2 separate regions of the Arabidopsis thaliana genome follow, and region 2 is linked to region 1. The links are chromatin contacts, called in public capture Hi-C maps. All regions are on one chromosome and are shown on one strand. The core of a region is the stretch at or near the end of the contact, and the rest is flanking DNA. Distances in the headings are between cores, read along the strand shown. Region 1 holds the start of ESC (Putative AT-hook DNA-binding family protein). Region 2 holds the start of AT1G21150 (Mitochondrial transcription termination factor family protein).

The links. Capture Hi-C pulls out chosen DNA fragments and counts their contacts.
Region 2: a capture Hi-C map of shoot shows a contact between it and region 1, with 2.7 times the contacts expected there. A contact is called at or near these places in 1 of 26 Hi-C or Micro-C datasets (rosette leaf) and 1 of 3 other capture datasets (shoot).

Annotation. Positions count from the first base shown.
Region 1 is chr1:7,270,173-7,273,847 of TAIR10.1, reverse strand. ESC (Putative AT-hook DNA-binding family protein) reads right to left here and starts at 1,292. Exons shown (of 1, transcript NM_101943.2): 1 at 1-1,292. The coding sequence starts at 824.
Region 2 is chr1:7,405,453-7,409,132 of TAIR10.1, reverse strand. It overlaps AT1G21150 (Mitochondrial transcription termination factor family protein), which reads left to right and starts at 1,263. Exons shown (of 1, transcript NM_001332486.1): 1 at 1,263-2,915. The coding sequence starts at 1,363. The coding sequence ends at 2,727. AT1G21160 (eukaryotic translation initiation factor 2 (eIF-2) family protein) reads left to right here. Exons shown (of 13, transcript NM_101970.4): 10 at 1-422; 11 at 507-644; 12 at 725-841; 13 at 947-1,202. The coding sequence ends at 1,012.

The sequences.
Region 1 (3,675 bases), core at 43-2,542:
GACGGCGGAGATGCTGATGGAGCTTGTTGCATCTGCGGTGGCCCTCCTCCTCCTCCTCCTCCGCCACCACCACCTTCTTCTTCCTCCTCCTCAATCGGTAGTCTCTCGAAAACCGCATTTGAGAACGAAGCCGCCATTAGTATAACCGGAGCTGATGCAATAAGGGGAGCCACAACGCTTCCTCCGACCACCTGACCTTGCCCTCCGGCTAAAAATATAGACAAACCACCGGCACCAGGCGGTGCAGGAGGTGGCAAAACAGTCCCCGTTAGCGAAAGAATCTCAAACCTTCCATGTAAAGTCACAACTCCTCCTCCTCCGGACACACCACCGCCATTTCCAGGAGTGACTGGCTGACGGAGAGTGACGTTAGATACGGTGCCGTTTCCTCCTAAAACGGAGACGCCTCTCCCTCTCCTCCTAGCGTACGTGGAAACACTCTCAACTATGTCAGCTCCAGGAGATACTTCAAGAACGTGAGATCTAAGCGCGTTGGGGCTATCACGAGTTACTATGATCGGTGGCTTGGCTTTGTTCTTAGATCCTGGTGGACGTCCACGTGGACGTTTTCCCGGTGCTGAGCTTGATGTATTCGGGTCTGAATCGGGTCGACCCTGTTGATGATGATCTTTGTTTGAATGGTCAGATTCTCTTGAATCATCCGACGGTTGTTGTTGTTGTTGATGTTGCTGGTGCTGATGATGATGCTGGTCGATAAGATTGATCCCGCCCTGCGGTTGAAGCTGTTGGTGGTGAATCTCCGGTCTAAAGAGGTTATGGAAGTATCTAGAAGCTCCACCGCCTTGCTCGTAACCGCCTTCCATCGCCGCCGCATCTACTAATTCCCTATCCCACCACTGCTTATTCGCCAGCTCAAATCAATTTCTCGATTCTTGATCCTGCTCGTTCATATATTGGTAGCTAGGTGAAGAAGAGCGTAAAGAGAGAAAAAGAAAACTCAGATCGAGAAGTCAAAACTCATGATTTTGAGGAAACAATAGCTAAAGCATTAAGGTGTGATCGGTTACGCAAGCCGACAAAATATAGAAACAGACCAAGAACAGAACTAAATTAAAGACGAAGCAAAAGATATAAAAAAGGTGACTTATGTTAAATGATCTCTCTCATGAAAGGTAAGAGGAAACCCTAGTTAGGTAGATTAATTAGGGCAAGAGAAAGAAGTAGCTTCTTCTTTGCATAGGAGTCGTATTTAGCGATTCTGATGTGCTATGGGAAAAAAAGGAGAGAGAAGCTTGAGATTCATGTGCGACTCTGCAATAAATTTTTGGTCCTCTCATTGAACGAGGAAAGTAAAAGCAAAGACATACACCGAGAATTTAGCGGAGAAACAGTCCCCTTTATTATATCATTAATATAATAATTATTATTTGAATAATATGTTCTTTTTTAAGTAAATTAATACTATTTATTACATATACACAAATGCCGACAAAAAAATTTATGTGTGTAAGTGGTTATCCTTACATAAGATCTACCAAAGAAAACTAGGGGTTCGTCGCAGTTTTTGTTTGGCTCCAATCGGATAATACAAAAGAAATTTAGAGAAGGAATTCTTATATTTGAAAGCATGAGATAAGATTAACAGAAGAGATAACATTTGGTCAATTTGTTTATCAGATACTATTATATACGAGCTAAAGAAAACGTATCATTTAACAAAAAAAAAAAAAAAAAAAAAATGTCAAGTGGAAGTTGGGTACACAAGGATTAAAACGAATCCTACATTCCCTTTAAGGCGCGTGGAGGTTATGTTTAAACAAAAGTTATTTGATAAATGTTATTATCATGTTACTAACTTATTTATGGTTTTAGTAACTTAATTAAAAGGTTTTCGTATAAGTAAAAATGAGAAATAGTACTATTTAGTCTTCTCTTACTTGAGAAAATACTACTATAGGTCATTTTATTTAGAATTTTAATTTACTTACGCATCTTTTTATTGTAAAACTTAGTATAAACTTGCATTATTACTAGATATTTGTAGGCTTGTGATTTGCATAGTGCTGCTGATATATGTTATTATTCATATTCAAACTGGATGCAGAACGTGAGTTATATAGAAGAAGAAAAGAAAAAAAATTTACATGTATAGTATTATTATTAGTTTTGTCAACTAATTTTGTAAAAATATAATGTATAATAATTTAAAATAGATATATAGTATATGGCTTGCGAATACAATATTCTAAGAAGAACCCACGTTCTATAATAAACAAACGGATACGAACCATCTTTACTATAGAAAAAGAAGAAGAGAATTAGTCACTTTTAAGCGCTGCAGAACAACAATTGATTAATTCTGCTTGTGATGTGTTTTTTTTTTTTTTTGGTTGCTACTAAATTATCTTGCTAAACCCGAGCTAATTATATATCAAAGAATCAATGTTCTACTAAAGTACTTTATATTCACTTTTATTGTCAAGAGGGCATAAGGCGCATAACGTAGAACAATCAATCTAGGTAATGGTCCTTTGTTCTATACTGAGATAGTGAGATCTACCCATGTATACTCCTTTAAATATCGTAAAACGGAGTGGACCCTTTTTGATGATAAGTTTGGAGAAAGTTAATGATCCATTAATGTGATAAGACTAGCTGATAATTATCAAAATGTCAAATTAGTTGATACTACTACTTTATATTTTCAAAAATTATTGATAAGTACTCCACTTTGTTGCCTTATGTCGAATTTGGTGAATCACTAATTAGAACTACGCTTTTTCTAACATGGACAAAAAAATATACCAGAAAAAGACAACTAGACACTGATAATTTATTGATTTAGAATGAGTAATGTATTAGTAAAATTTTTTTTTGATATATCATCTTCATACAAATGATATCAAACTTTTAATTTACAAAAATTGTTTGGGAAACAAACGATAATCCTGAAAACACTTACCAATTGCATCAACCCATTCAAATAATTATTGACTTATTCATCTTAATTTATTGAACTGACTAAACTCGATCCGACCCATTAATGCATGACCTCATATCGGACCGTGACTGGTTGTCTTAATTTTTAACTGCACCCATATAGTAACACCTAAGCTCCCTCAACGTGGACGCATGTGGCCTGAACCATGGTGGGACCAATCTCAGTAGGAAAGTAGGAAGTGGATCGGAACCGTCCATCCTCATGGCATGTGGGACCCAGGAACCGTCGTTTTCATCGGCGTAACCTGGCGAGTCAGGGCTCGGTGCAATGTACTTGAACCGGACACGTTAGCTTGGTCCGCACGTGCACAGACAAAAGTCACGTGCGGTCAAAAGGTCAGAGCATGAAAGTGAAAGCCAAGCTGTGTGACCACGTGGAGGCGGTCGGATCATCGGTACTTGGTCAATACCTTATCCAATCACAGTACTCCTCCCGAATCTATCTAACTTACTTTCGCGTCTTTTGCCCGTATTTCTAATGCTTAAAAGCAAAAACGTACGTGAAGTCTTTTGTGTGCGGTATTTTAATCATAAACTGGTCCAATTTTTTTCTATCGATCGAAAACGGAATGTGTGGAACTATCAAGATACTTCGAAAATAAGTGAGATATGTTTTATTTGCCCCCAAAACAGAAAAGTGAGAGGTGTTTCATGTGATATATAATTTAATTTTAAGCCATAAAGAGAGAGAACTACACGTCATCCAAGTCTATA
Region 2 (3,680 bases), core at 14-2,513, 140 kb before region 1:
ATGTACAAGCATCTACATTAGGGTCCTTGGAAGCATTGCTCGAGTTCTTGAAGTCCTCAGATGTAAAAATACCTGTCAGTGGTATTGGCATAGGACCTGTGCATAAGAAGGATATCATGAAGGCCGGGGTAATGCTAGAGAAGAAAAAAGAGTTTGCAACGATTTTGGCCTTTGATGTGAAAATAAGTGCAGAAGCTCGTGAACTTGCAGACAAAATGGGAGTAAAAATCTTCTGCGATGATACCATCTATTGTCTGTTCGATAAGTTTAAGAGTTACATAGAGGGTATCAAAGAGGAGAAAAAGAAAGAAACAGCTTGTGAAGCAGTTTTCCCATGTATCCTTCAGATTTTACCAAACCATATCTACAATCAGAGGGACCCAATTATCCTTGGAGTTAAAGTCAATGATGGAATACTAAAGGTATATGGTATTTTCTCATTCAGGATCTGAGTACACTTTTCTGCTGGATCACAAAGATCTAACAATACGGTCTTGTTGATTTAGGTTGGAACTCCCATTTGCATTGTTAAAAGGATTGAGAATGTAAGAGTGTTTATGGACATTGGGCGCGTCTCATCAATTAAGAATAACAACAACATGCCAGTTGATTATGCAAGGAAAGGACAGGAGGTGGCTATTAAGGTATGAGATCCCTCTTTTTGTCATCATTTTTCTAGTTTTTACTGCCTTTCCTTAAAAACTAATGTTTGTTTTCGTATTAGATCATTGCTTCTAACCCAGAAGAACAGAAAATGTTTGGGAGGCACTTTGGTGTAGACGACAGGCTTATCAGTCACATTTCTAGTCGATCCGTGGACGTAATCAGAACTAATTACTGGGTAAGTTGTATACAGTCTTTCTTGCCCTGGGTTGTCAAAAATGTTGTTTTAACATTAGCTTGTGTTTTAGTAAAGCTTAAACTGATATTCGAAACCTGATTGCAGAATGAGTTATCTAACGACGAGAAGGATCTTGTTTTGAGACTTAAAAGGATATTCAAGATACAATGAAGATTTTTGAGATTTGAGAGTGAGGGACTTAAACTTATGTATTTTTTTTCTTTTTTTGAAGTGCTGATTTTTTTATTTTTTTTTCGTTTTTAATAATATAGACAAACAACTCCTTTAATGCCCCTAAATACTTTATGGAAGCAATTGTCTTTTGTTTTTGGCTACCAATATTTTACAAAATATTTTGATATACATATAATTTACAAGATAATACCCAGACTGGCTTATTGTGTAACTTAATAACATTTGAGGCGAATCTATGAATAAAGAGAAATAAAGGACCTATTCACAGATTCAGACAACATCGTCGCATTTTGATTTTGAATCGATTATTTTACCTACACTCGTGTATGAGCCAGTCCTCCGGAATAAGACAACATCTCCAGGAGTCTCTACGAAATTCTTCGGCTCTCAAAGGTATTCACGACGGTCTTTTAGCTCTATTCTCTATTGAGAACCTGATTTTTCCGGTGAATTTTGATTATTGCAAAGTTGGAGAATTTTTGAGATTTAGAAGAGATACTGGCTTAGGATTCGTATTCATGTCGAGCTTATTACACTGTAGAAATGTCGTAGATTGTGCGTTTACTTCTTCCACTGTTCGTCGCATTGTCAATTTAGGGTTTTTAGTGGGTAGAATAAGAACGTTGTGTTCAGTGTCACAAGTGAAATCAGAGAATCTCGAAAAGCAAAAACCATGTTTGGAATCTTTTACAGTTTCTTATCTCGTGGATTCTTGTGGACTGTCTTTGGAATCTGCTAAATCGAATTCCAGATTCGTCAAATTGGTTTCGTCCAAGAAACCAGACTCTGTTCTTGCTCTCTTCAAGGACCATGGCTTCACCAATGACCAGATCACCAGTGTCATCAAATCCTTTCCTCGTGTTCTGTCACTGAGCCCGGAAGATGTAATCTCGCCCAAGCTCATGTTTTTCAGTTCTATCGGGTTTTCGACCTCGGATACTGCGAAAATGATCTCTTCTTCCCCGAAAATGCTATCATATAGCTTGCACAAAAGATTGATCCCTTGCTATGATTCCCTCAAGAGCATACTCGTTGAGGAAGAAAGTGTTGTCAAGTGTCTCAAGCGTGGAATCAGATGTTTCTCATTGAAGATTACACATTGTGTGTCTCTTCGTGTCTCCATTTGTAGAGAGCTTGGAGTTCCTGACAAAAGCATCAAGTGGTTGGTTCAAGCGTCTCCATTCACTTTTTTCTCTCGTGAGAGAAGATTCAACGAGGTCTTAAACAGAGTTTGCAGCTACGGTTTTGACCCGAAAAAGGCGGGTTTTGTTCACGCTATGGTAGCCTTTGATTGCACGAGTGAATCAGCAATGGAGCGGAAATTTAAGTTGTTCCAATGTTTTGGTTGGTCTAAAGAAGATTTCGTCGCAGCGATCATGAGATTCCCAAACTGTGTGACGGTTTCAGATGAGAAGATAATGTACACATTGGAGTACCTTGTAAACAACATTGGTCTGCAAGCTCGTGACATTGTTGCAAGACCGGTGGTGTTATCTCTGAGCATGGAGAAGAGAATCAAACCGAGGAACCAGGTCATCTCTTTGCTTCTCTCCAAAGGACTTGTGAAGAAGGAAGACATCAACTATTTCACTATACTAAAGCTGAAAAGCTCCGAGTTCATGGATAAGTTTGTGCTGAAATATCAGGATGAGATGCCACAACTTGTACAACCCTTTACAAGTAATCGATGAGTTTGTTCTATTAGAGAAGTGAGAACACACTCTTGGTTGCGGCTGAACCTTGCCGACTCCGATCATGTTTTGATGAATTTTGTGACATTTAATTTGACATCATAAAATGATTTAGCTGATTCTGTTTATGGTTATGGTAATTTTGTTGATTCTGTTTATTTTGTACAAAGAAATATCTATGATGATGATACTATAATGTTTTCATAGATAAAGCTCACATGTTGCATTATCCTTTCTACGAGGATGTGAGAGTTAACACGCAATCTGGTGCAAAAGTAGGCATTAAATTTAGCTTTATAAAACGGAACACGACAAGGATTCCAAAAGTAGCTCTCTTTTTATGTTTTTTTCGGAGATCATTGATTTGTCATGACGAGAGCATTTGTACACTCCAACGCGATCAATCTTTGTGTAAAGGATTTGTGTGGTGTTGATATCTTTGTTTGGAACGAAATGGATAAATATAGGTAGGCTCTAGTTGGGGATTACTTTGTTATAATTTCTAACAGGTTCTAACTACCAAAATTCAGTGGTATTTTGGTGGATTAATTTGGCCGATTAGTTGCATATTTTTAGAGTTTAGTCTATTGAGTTAAGCTAATTACTCTCTTAAAACAAATTTCGTTTATGTGATCAGTTTAAAAAATATATAATTGTTGACACAAATTGGTAAAATTTTGTCTCCGATTTTTTCAGCCAAAAAAATTTGAAACACTAGTGGTGTAGTATATATGTGATCCGCTCCATTTTTTCATATTTGATTTTCTTTCTGATTTTTAATCTATCTTGGAGGTTTAGATATTCATTACAAAAGTCAAATTTATGTTTTTGCTTCTTAGTTTTACATATCCAGAAAATTTGATTGAATATCGTATTCACTCCATAAATATTATTAAAACTAAACATATTACCTTAAAAATGTTATAAGAAATAAAATTGAATAAGAACATATT